3 separate regions of the Mus musculus genome follow, and all the other regions are linked to region 2. Evidence: chromatin contacts called from public Hi-C and HiChIP or PLAC-seq data. All regions are on one chromosome and are shown on one strand. The core of a region is the stretch at or near the end of the contact, and the rest is flanking DNA. Distances in the headings are between cores, read along the strand shown.

Region 1 (2,711 bases), core at 21-2,520, 1.3 Mb before region 2:
TGTGCACAGGTGTACAAGTGAACATGGGTGCAGACAAATAGATTTGGGCAACTTGGGAGTCAGCCAGGATGCTTCCTGCCTGCCAGCTCACAGCTGCAATCCTGAAACAATATAGGCTCTTTATCATCATCATGGTTTCCATGGAGCCAAGCTTGCAGCGCCACAAGTGAAAGCTGACAGTTATCACTATAAAGTAACTTTACAACTTTGTAATTTGTAGATCTCTGCTGACAGTAATATTAACAGCATTTCGAATTATGGTGATAAACTTGACAAAAGCAGATAAAACCTTCGAAACCTCCTTTTGGGGGGATGAAGGAGGCTTGGAGAATGAAGGTAATGGCATTTCAGTTTTCCAGCCAAACAGTGAGCATTCAGGAGCCAGGGCACACTTTGACACGAATGTGGGCGTCAACTGGTACAAGGCAAGGTGGCTAAGAGCAATCAGAAGCTGGTGTTGGTCAACAGAGCTGGGTCATCAGGGATGACAGACAGGTTAGTATCAGGGACCAGGCCTACAGGAAGGGGTTTCTGTAGGTAGAGAAAAATTAAGAGCTGTAGGAGTCCCAGCCTCTCTGGAGTTCATAAGCACAGTCCCTGTCCTCCAGGAGGACATGGGAGGGAAGAAGAGAGGATGGCAAGATGGTGTGCCAGGTGGAACTTAGAGCTGGACCTATTGGGATTTTAAACCCCAGCTCTAACACTTCTAAGCAGTCCTCTAGCACCCAGCACTAGAAAGTGGGGTCCCTAAGGGGCTCATGTGGAATAGTCCATGCTATCCTTTAAGTATCAGAGGCCCGTCCTGTCTCTTTCTAGTGCTCCCTTATCCTGCTTGACCCCCAGAAGTATGAACGTGGGTCACCATGATCAGCCTATTTTCGACAGGCCCAGAGGGTGGGGATGATTTTCTTTGAAGAGGTTTGATGTTTCGAATCAGACCAGACACAGTAATTGCTCAACTGAGACTGTTTTGTGACTAGAATTAATTGGAACTTCTTAATTTCCTGAGACTGACTGGGCAGTCTCTGGGCCTGCCAGAGTTCTCATATCTATGGTTCTATTATCTATATTCATCTATCTAGGAAGCCAGTGGAAACAAACAATAACAATGTTTTGTAACTGTTATTGCAGCATATTCAATGTGCTTCTTTCACGGGTCTTTCTCCCATGGTTATTGATCACTGCTTGTTCCTGGCCCAGCCCCAGCTACCGTGGAATGCTTGGACAGAGCATCCTTCCCCTGGCATCTGGCCTCTCTCCTGTACTTCTCCCTCTGCCAGGAAGGTGGCTCCACCCCCTTCTTGCCTAGTTTGCATCTATTCACCCTGGAAGTCTGAGCCCTGGTTTCTCTTCTTCTAGGAAGTTCTTTCCCCTCTGCTCCCTGATGACCCCTTCCCCCTAGCCCAGCAGATCTTTCATCTGCCAGGACCTTTATTCTCTTTCCCTTGTCCTCTTTGCTCAAAAACCTATCTTCTTAAATACATAGCCACTTATTCCCATCTCTTTCCAATGTCTAATGGGTTTTGTTGGACAGATGGATAAATAAAATAGTTTGATGAACATGTCAGAAGGCCCACTCTGAGGGGTCCACTGAGGTCTGAAATGACAGCAGTTAGCTGACAGAATCTTGGTATTTTCCCTTGGCTAGCTGTACCATACTTCAGAGCCAGCATTATCTGATTTCAGTATGGACACAGCCACAGGAAACCAGCCTGCTCAGGACTCAGGCTCCCTCTTCCCAAAATTAGCTTGTAACCAGACCAGAAACAAAGGCTGGAGAATCATTGAGTAACTTTATGATTCTAGTTTGTCCTTTTCTCCTTCTCTCCTTTTCTCCTTCTCTCTCTCTCTCTCTCTCTCTCTGTCAACCATTTGAAAATAGCATATTTATTAGTTGTCAGGACAATAAAATGTAAATAGTAATAACTGGAGAGTTGCCTGAAAGTATCAAGACTCTACCATTTCACAACAAAAGGATGACAAATGACAGGAAGGAAAAGTGAGAGAATGATATCTAATATCACTGAGCATATGGCACGTTGATTTAACAGTTCAGGACAACATAGCCTTCCCCATGTAACCCTTGCAACCCTTACAAGACGTAACTCACTGTCAGCCTCACTTTACAGTTAAAGAACTAATGTCTGGAGTGGTTATATAACTGTGCCAAGGCTCTCAGAAAATAAAACAGAACTCACATCTGGAACTCTAATGTCAGATCTGTGTTCTTGCTACAACATGGACAGGCTAGGATGCCAAAGACCACTAGTCTTCGTGGAAACCTTTGAAAATGTATATAGTTATTTCCCTTAACTTCACCATAACCAGAACATCATACAATTATAGCTCCCAGTTACACATAAAGAAACTGAGGTCAGTTAGGTTATGCAACCTATTCAAAGGGGCTCACCCACCTACTGTGTAGCTGAGGCAAGATTCAAACCCAGATATGTGTGAATAGAAAGTCTGTTCTTTGCATAGCACTTACTTCTTTGTGGGTGTTTCTGAGTCCCACAGCAGGATAGAAAATCCAGAAAGTCCTCAGTTGCTCTATAAAGATAAAGTCACCTTGCAGAGCCTAGAGGACTCTCGGAAGGGCACTGTCTGGGATGAGGCCTGCGTTGTCTGTTGTCAGAATCAGGTCTCCTGATTCCCAGTCTAGAGGACACTTCCTCCCAGACCATATTGCCATTCCCATCAGACCATGTAAT
Region 2 (2,722 bases), core at 194-2,693:
TCCTTTCTTCCTTCCTTTCTTTCTTTCTTTCTTTCTTTCTTTCTTTCTTTCTTTCTTTCTTAAACTCTTAGGAAATAGTTTTTAAGGCAAAGTTGTGAACCCAATTCACTCAACAAGCTTAATCCCAAACTTGAATGCTTTTGAAATGTTGGTCATGTTAGCTGTAAAAAAAAAAAAAAAAAAAAAAAAGCAGCACTACTTACAGAAAACCAGCGATACTGGGAAATAATAAAGTTAAAATGTAGAATTATTAGCACATTAAAGTGCTTTTGTTGTATCTTTAAGCCTAGAGGCAGATCATTAAATATGCATTTCGCTAGAAAGCAACTGTCAAGAAAGATAAGGTGGTTGAAAATACTCTCCACAGAAAAAGCCCTCTATCGGAGGGATGGGCTCCTGTATCCCCCAGGACCCAGAAAGGAAGGACACTCCCACTGCGAAGGCTTGCAGTCCTCCAATGACCTGCAGTTGTGACAGGACTTTTTGAGCTGGAAGAAGGTAAAAGGTAAAAAATACAAGCATGGCTGTTGTTGCTTCAGCCGGGCTTTAATTACCAGACACAAGAAGCAGTTCAGAAATCTGGTCTCTGTTGTTGTAGAGGTCACCAGATCATTAACATCGTCAATCTGGCAGTAGCTAATTTAAATAGCACCTGATGTTGCAACGCCTCCCTTCGTTTCCCCAGCCAATCAGAGTCTGGCTTCAGCTGACAGATGGTCCCATAAATGGATGTAAAAAGGGGAAGCTTCGAGCCAATTTCAGCAAGGCTCTGTTCAGTTGTTCTTATCTACATCCTAGAATCGGGGGTTTCAGCTCACTGCGCCTTTTCTTCCTCTCTTTTTTTTCCCCCTTTCTTTCCCACCCCACCCCCTCCCAATAATAGATTTACTTTACAATCATCCACACTGTGGTCTGTGGATCTTTAATATATATATATATAAAACAATAGTAGTCATTTTTAAGTATATTCTGAAACCTTTGCAAATTTTAAGAGAAGAGTCGAAGCGCTGCGAGACCCAATATTTGCCAATAAGAATGGTTATGGTAGGTATGCCTAGATATGTAATCTGTTGTTCGTGTTGCTAGAGGGAAGACAAGCGTCTACACCTTGGCCAGTCTTAATGCTTGCACGAGAGTTTAGTTCTCTGCTGCTCTCTTGTTCCTTCATTTACTATATCTTTTGTGTAGCGTGCGGGTAGGTCCTTTTTTTGAAAAGCAGTGGGGAGAGAGATTGTCATTTTTAACAGGTCGTTGTCAGTTTTCCCTTCCACATAAAAGCCGAGGGTGGGGATGGGCTGAAATAATTGCTGGTTTGTTGAAAGAGATTCTATTACTTGAGACCATCTGAGGGGGTGGAAGGGGGTTTCTTTTTGTAAGAGAGAAGAGGCTTGTCTACATGCCTGGGTTTTGTGGGGCATTGGGTGGATGCAGCAGGGTTAGGAATCTCTCCATTTCTGTGCTGGTGGAAATGTAAACCTCGAGAGGCAGCTCCTGGATGCTGAACGTTGAGATGGGCAGTTGTGTTTCTGGGGACTGCGCAGTCAAAACGGCAAAGAGAGTGATTTATTTGGGCTTCAGTAAACGCTGCATCTTGTATTTCAAAGAGTTTCCTGTCATGACCTCATAAAAAGAGGAGGCGGCTTGTATGTGTAGCGGTGCCTGGCGTGTTGAGTTGTTGCTTCCTTCTCTGGGCAGCAGCTCTGTAAGAAGGGAATGTCAGCTTTTACATAACGCTCCTTTCTGCTTTTGACACACTGTGTGAGGGTCCATCTTCTGATCACAGATGGAGTGGAATGGCTTGAAGATGGTAAGTGAAAAGAAGGCAGCTTGGAGGTTCCAGCCGTGTGTGTGTGTGTGTGTGTGTGTGTGTGTGTGTGTGTGTGTGTGTAAGGATGGTGGACTGCATCGTAAATCACTATTCTGGTATGCGTGTGTGTGCATGTGTGTATTAGTATTTCTTTTTCTGAAATTCAGAATCTGCCTCTAAGTATAATGGCATTGCATGCACACAAGGCATATACTGTCTCTTCCTTCCATCAAACACATTTTAGGCAAGCAAGGTTGGTGTCTTTTTTTGACAATCACAATGTCACCGTCACTGTTGGCTGGCGTGTCCACCGCCTCTGTGAGCCTTCAGCCGAATTACACGACTGTTAAAGTTAAAGGCACATTTCTTTTTCAGTCTTCGTGCTAGGAGTGATGGGGAAGGCAGGGAATGAGGGGTGGAGGAGGTGAGATTCAGTACCAGCAGATGCAATTGTGAAACAGGACTTTGAGATGTGGATAGGGAAGTGGAAAACCTTTCTGCCGAAGTAGTAAATCTATTTTTAGCATCGTCTTTTTCTGGAAAAAGAAACAGGGAAACTCCTTGAGTGTTGTTCCTGTCTCCTGGTGTTGACCCTAAAGATATGGCACAAAATGGCACGAATTGATGCCATGAGTGCCCACTTTGACTTTGAATTTTCACCAGCAATATATTTCAGGGGATTGGGGACTGGGTAGTGGGGAAAGGTATAAATTCATTTTTTTTTTTAAAAAATCAGAGAAGCCCAAGGAGGACTTTTCACTCTGCATAGATGTTATAACAAAGCTATGGTCTTTTTCCCATTCTTAGAGGATTGCCTTTGTCTGGCTGCTTGTTTTGATGGGTGTAAAACAAATAAGATTAGACCGAGCAGCCCAACTGAAAGCGATAGCTGGGAGGAAAACCCAATGAAAGGTT
Region 3 (2,970 bases), core at 178-2,677, 1.0 Mb before region 2:
TGGAGCTCCTGTACACTAATCCCCAAACCTAACGCACTCCTCTCCTTTCTTTGGCAGAATAAATATTTTCTGCTTTGTTCTTCCATTGCACCTTGCAAAACTGATCTCTCGTATCATTCTGTTTTGTCTTTTTCTGTGTCTATATATCACGTCACTGATGACAGGGCTCTGCCATTTCATCTCTATGCCTCCAGCGCCCAGAACAAAACCTGGGAAGGACTGATGTCATTTAGTTTAACTGATTCAACTATTCTGTTATGCCCTCTGCAATGACCCTGTTAAGTAGGAACTCATCATTATGGAGAGTAAGCAGTTCCTTCTTCCCCATGGCTTTTCCTCTGCCATGCCTTTGAGGCTTCTCATTTTTATAGTTTTGCTCTGCCATTCTCCAGCTAGCAACAAAGTCTATCTTTTCTGATAGTGCTTCCCATCTCCACCTCTTTCCGACCCGACCCGACCCGTAGCTTCTATTGTCTGTATCGCCTCTGTGATGATGAAGTGTCATCTGCAGATAAACCCTATTATCCTACAATTGACTATGTGTGCACCACCTAGTGGCATAATCTGGTAAGTGTCATCTGTTTATGTTCTAAATAGCACTTCAGACAGGATTGCAAAATCCATGGTCTAAATGCAAATGAAAACAAAAGCATATGTTTCAGAATGACTGCCTAACAGCTTTCAGCAAAGAAATGGAATAGTCAAGTAATTAGGTTAGAATTTTTCAAAAGTAAAAAATAATAAACGAAAGTGAGAAACGTCATTACTAGAGTAACTAGAGTAATGATCACTGGAAACTGCCGATGGGAAACTATTGCATTTGTAAACGAGGGGCACCTGACTTCCTTTCTACTTGTTACTTGGCTTGCCTCTTGAATGCCTCTTCTTCTGTCAGGCCTTTCTTGACCTGACAAGTCTATGCTGGATTTTACCTGAGGCCCCACAGGAGCAACATTACAATACGTTCCCACGGCTTCTTGACTTCTCTCTCAAGGGGCTTGCCTAGCACCTGACTAATAGAAGAAACCCAACAGAGATCTTCTGGTCACTCATTACCCTCTTTGACAGAACCTCACTCAGTAGGTCACCAGATGAGCTCCTGAGGGTTGGATATCACTCTTCCAAAAGACATATTAGTTACAAACAATTTTGTTTTTGTTTTTGTTTTTGTCAACTGCCTTCATACTTCCCCTCAAATCCCTTTCTTTATAAGCCCCAGGAATGTTGGAACTGAGCCTCAGAGAATTTGGCCTTCTTCATCTGGATGGGGTGATTGTGAGGCTGTGGTTAAAAATGGACTTTTCTTTTTGGTCACGACTGCACTGCAATTATCTCTTAGAATGAAAAGGGACGTAGTGTTCTTGGAGCTCAGGGCTGGTTTTGTGTGGGGGTTCTGTGTGGCAGAGGAGAATAGTCACTGATTGTGTGTTCAGTGTTGCTTTCTGTTTTCACGCAGGATAGCTATTTGAGGAACAGCCAGTCTGTCACAGCAGAGACGGGAGACAATTTAGACAAGAGCACCAGCAAGTCCCGAGCGTTCTCCTGTCACTGCAGAAGCCAGCCATTCTGCGGAGGACCTCGGGATTTACATCTCCAGAAGGAGCGCAGGACCATAGGCGGGCAGGCACACATTCGGCTTCAAGCCTCAGGTTCCTCTCTTTCCAACAATCCGACTTCCCTTTTCTTTCCCAGCCCTAGGCTCCTACTAGGCATCTGGACTTTTAATATCCCCTTCATGGAGAACAGTTCACCTGGCACCGACCTTTCGAAACTCACAGTTTTTAATGTCTCTTAACCTAGTCTAGCCTCCTCACTGGGCAAACAACTGATCATTTTAAAGTTAAATCTGCTCTGCTCTTTGAATAATTTAATGAACCTAATTGCATTTTTCATAAAGACTACTTTATAAGCTTGGCTTTCAAGGAAGAATTTTCAAAAAAAAAAAAAAGCAGCTCAAATTAAGCCAATAGAAGAGAGACAAATATTGTATATTTTCCCTCACTTGTGCTTTCTGGGTTTTATATAGGTAAGTAAAATTATCTATCTATCTATCTATCTATCTATCTATCTATCTATCTATCTATCTATGTATTTATGTATCTATCACTTGAAAGTAGAAGTAAACCTAGGAGACAAAGCAGACAAATGGGTGGAGGATAGAGGTGGGGAGGGGAGGGATGGTATAAAAATATGTTTAACATACACTACATACAAGTGTGGATGCTAAAAGAAAAAGAAAAAAAAAGAATTTGAACAGAGGTACCTTGCATGGGTAGATAAGGTGACTCCCAGAAGCCACAGGCTATTAAATGACAATCCCAGAGCCAAAGCTAGTCTACTTCCTTATAAATTGTTGGCCAGAGAGGTCTGTGAAGATCTCCAAACAACACAGGGTATTTATTTCTACTGTTCTTGGTTACCTAACAGAACTAGATTGTAAGACCCTGCCTGAAGACACCATATATTTTGGTTGGTTATGGACAAAGAGAAATCAAGCCACCATTATGTTGGCTAGCTTTCATAGTACCAGAATGTGTTGTGCAGGGTGCTAGGAGGAGATTTTTACTAGCAGACTTACTCAGCCATGGACCCTGCATGCCACACCACTGACCTGACAGCAGCATGAGGCACCAATTGGCACAAATGGTGGAATGACTGTTATGGGATTGATAAACTGCTCTCTGATTAGATTTGAGGCCTGCTCTAAAGGAGAAAGTTCATGTCTATTACTATAAACCTAACAAAAGCCCATGTCTAGGCCCTGGTGGGAAGTCATTTCTATTGTTTTTGTAAATATACATAATATCTTGTCAAGCTACATTCTAAATGTTTACCTCTGTGGTCAGCAGAATTTCTTTTTTTTTTCTTTTTTTTTTTAATTAGGTATTTTCCTCGTTTACATTTTCAATGCTATCCCAAAGGTCCCCCATACCCACCCCCCCCCCAATCCCCTACCCACCCACTGCCCCT

What was found. A called contact is a pair of places that touch in the nucleus more often than the background predicts. HiChIP or PLAC-seq counts read pairs in DNA pulled down with a chosen protein or histone mark.
Region 1: an H3K27ac HiChIP or PLAC-seq map of neural progenitor cells shows a contact between it and region 2, with 20 times the contacts expected there. The contact joins the enhancer-like site here to the promoter of Elavl4 in region 2. A contact is called at or near these places in 3 of 484 Hi-C or Micro-C datasets (the N1E-115 cell line, cerebral cortex and cortical neurons) and 8 of 115 datasets of contacts at active chromatin or transcription factors (SST interneurons, VIP interneurons, astrocytes and 5 more).
Region 3: a contact with region 2 is called in a Hi-C map of cerebral cortex, with 4 times the contacts expected there. The contact joins the enhancer-like site here to the promoter of Elavl4 in region 2. A contact is called at or near these places in 2 of 484 Hi-C or Micro-C datasets (cerebral cortex and cortical neurons) and 4 of 115 datasets of contacts at active chromatin or transcription factors (embryonic forebrain, embryonic hindbrain, embryonic midbrain and 1 more).

What each region holds. Positions count from the first base shown.
Region 1 is chr4:111,620,585-111,623,295 of GRCm38.p6, reverse strand. The region is part of intron 11 of Agbl4 (ATP/GTP binding protein-like 4); the gene reads right to left. Among named protein-coding and RNA genes, the nearest start is that of Spata6, 98 kb to the left of the region's middle. Within about 2 kb of position 1,270, at least 3 of the 459 cell types and tissues checked have an H3K27ac peak or open chromatin away from gene starts, as enhancers often do. A contact at or near this core is called in the N1E-115 cell line and neural progenitor cells, where this site is marked.
Region 2 is chr4:110,285,555-110,288,276 of GRCm38.p6, reverse strand. It overlaps Elavl4 (ELAV like RNA binding protein 4), which reads left to right and starts at 1,443. Exons shown (of 7, transcript NM_010488.4): 1 at 1,443-1,807. The coding sequence starts at 1,784.
Region 3 is chr4:111,325,763-111,328,732 of GRCm38.p6, reverse strand. The region is part of intron 5 of Agbl4 (ATP/GTP binding protein-like 4); the gene reads right to left. Among named protein-coding and RNA genes, the nearest start is that of Bend5, 88 kb to the left of the region's middle. Within about 2 kb of position 1,427, at least 37 of the 459 cell types and tissues checked have an H3K27ac peak or open chromatin away from gene starts, as enhancers often do. A contact at or near this core is called in cerebral cortex and cortical neurons, where this site is marked.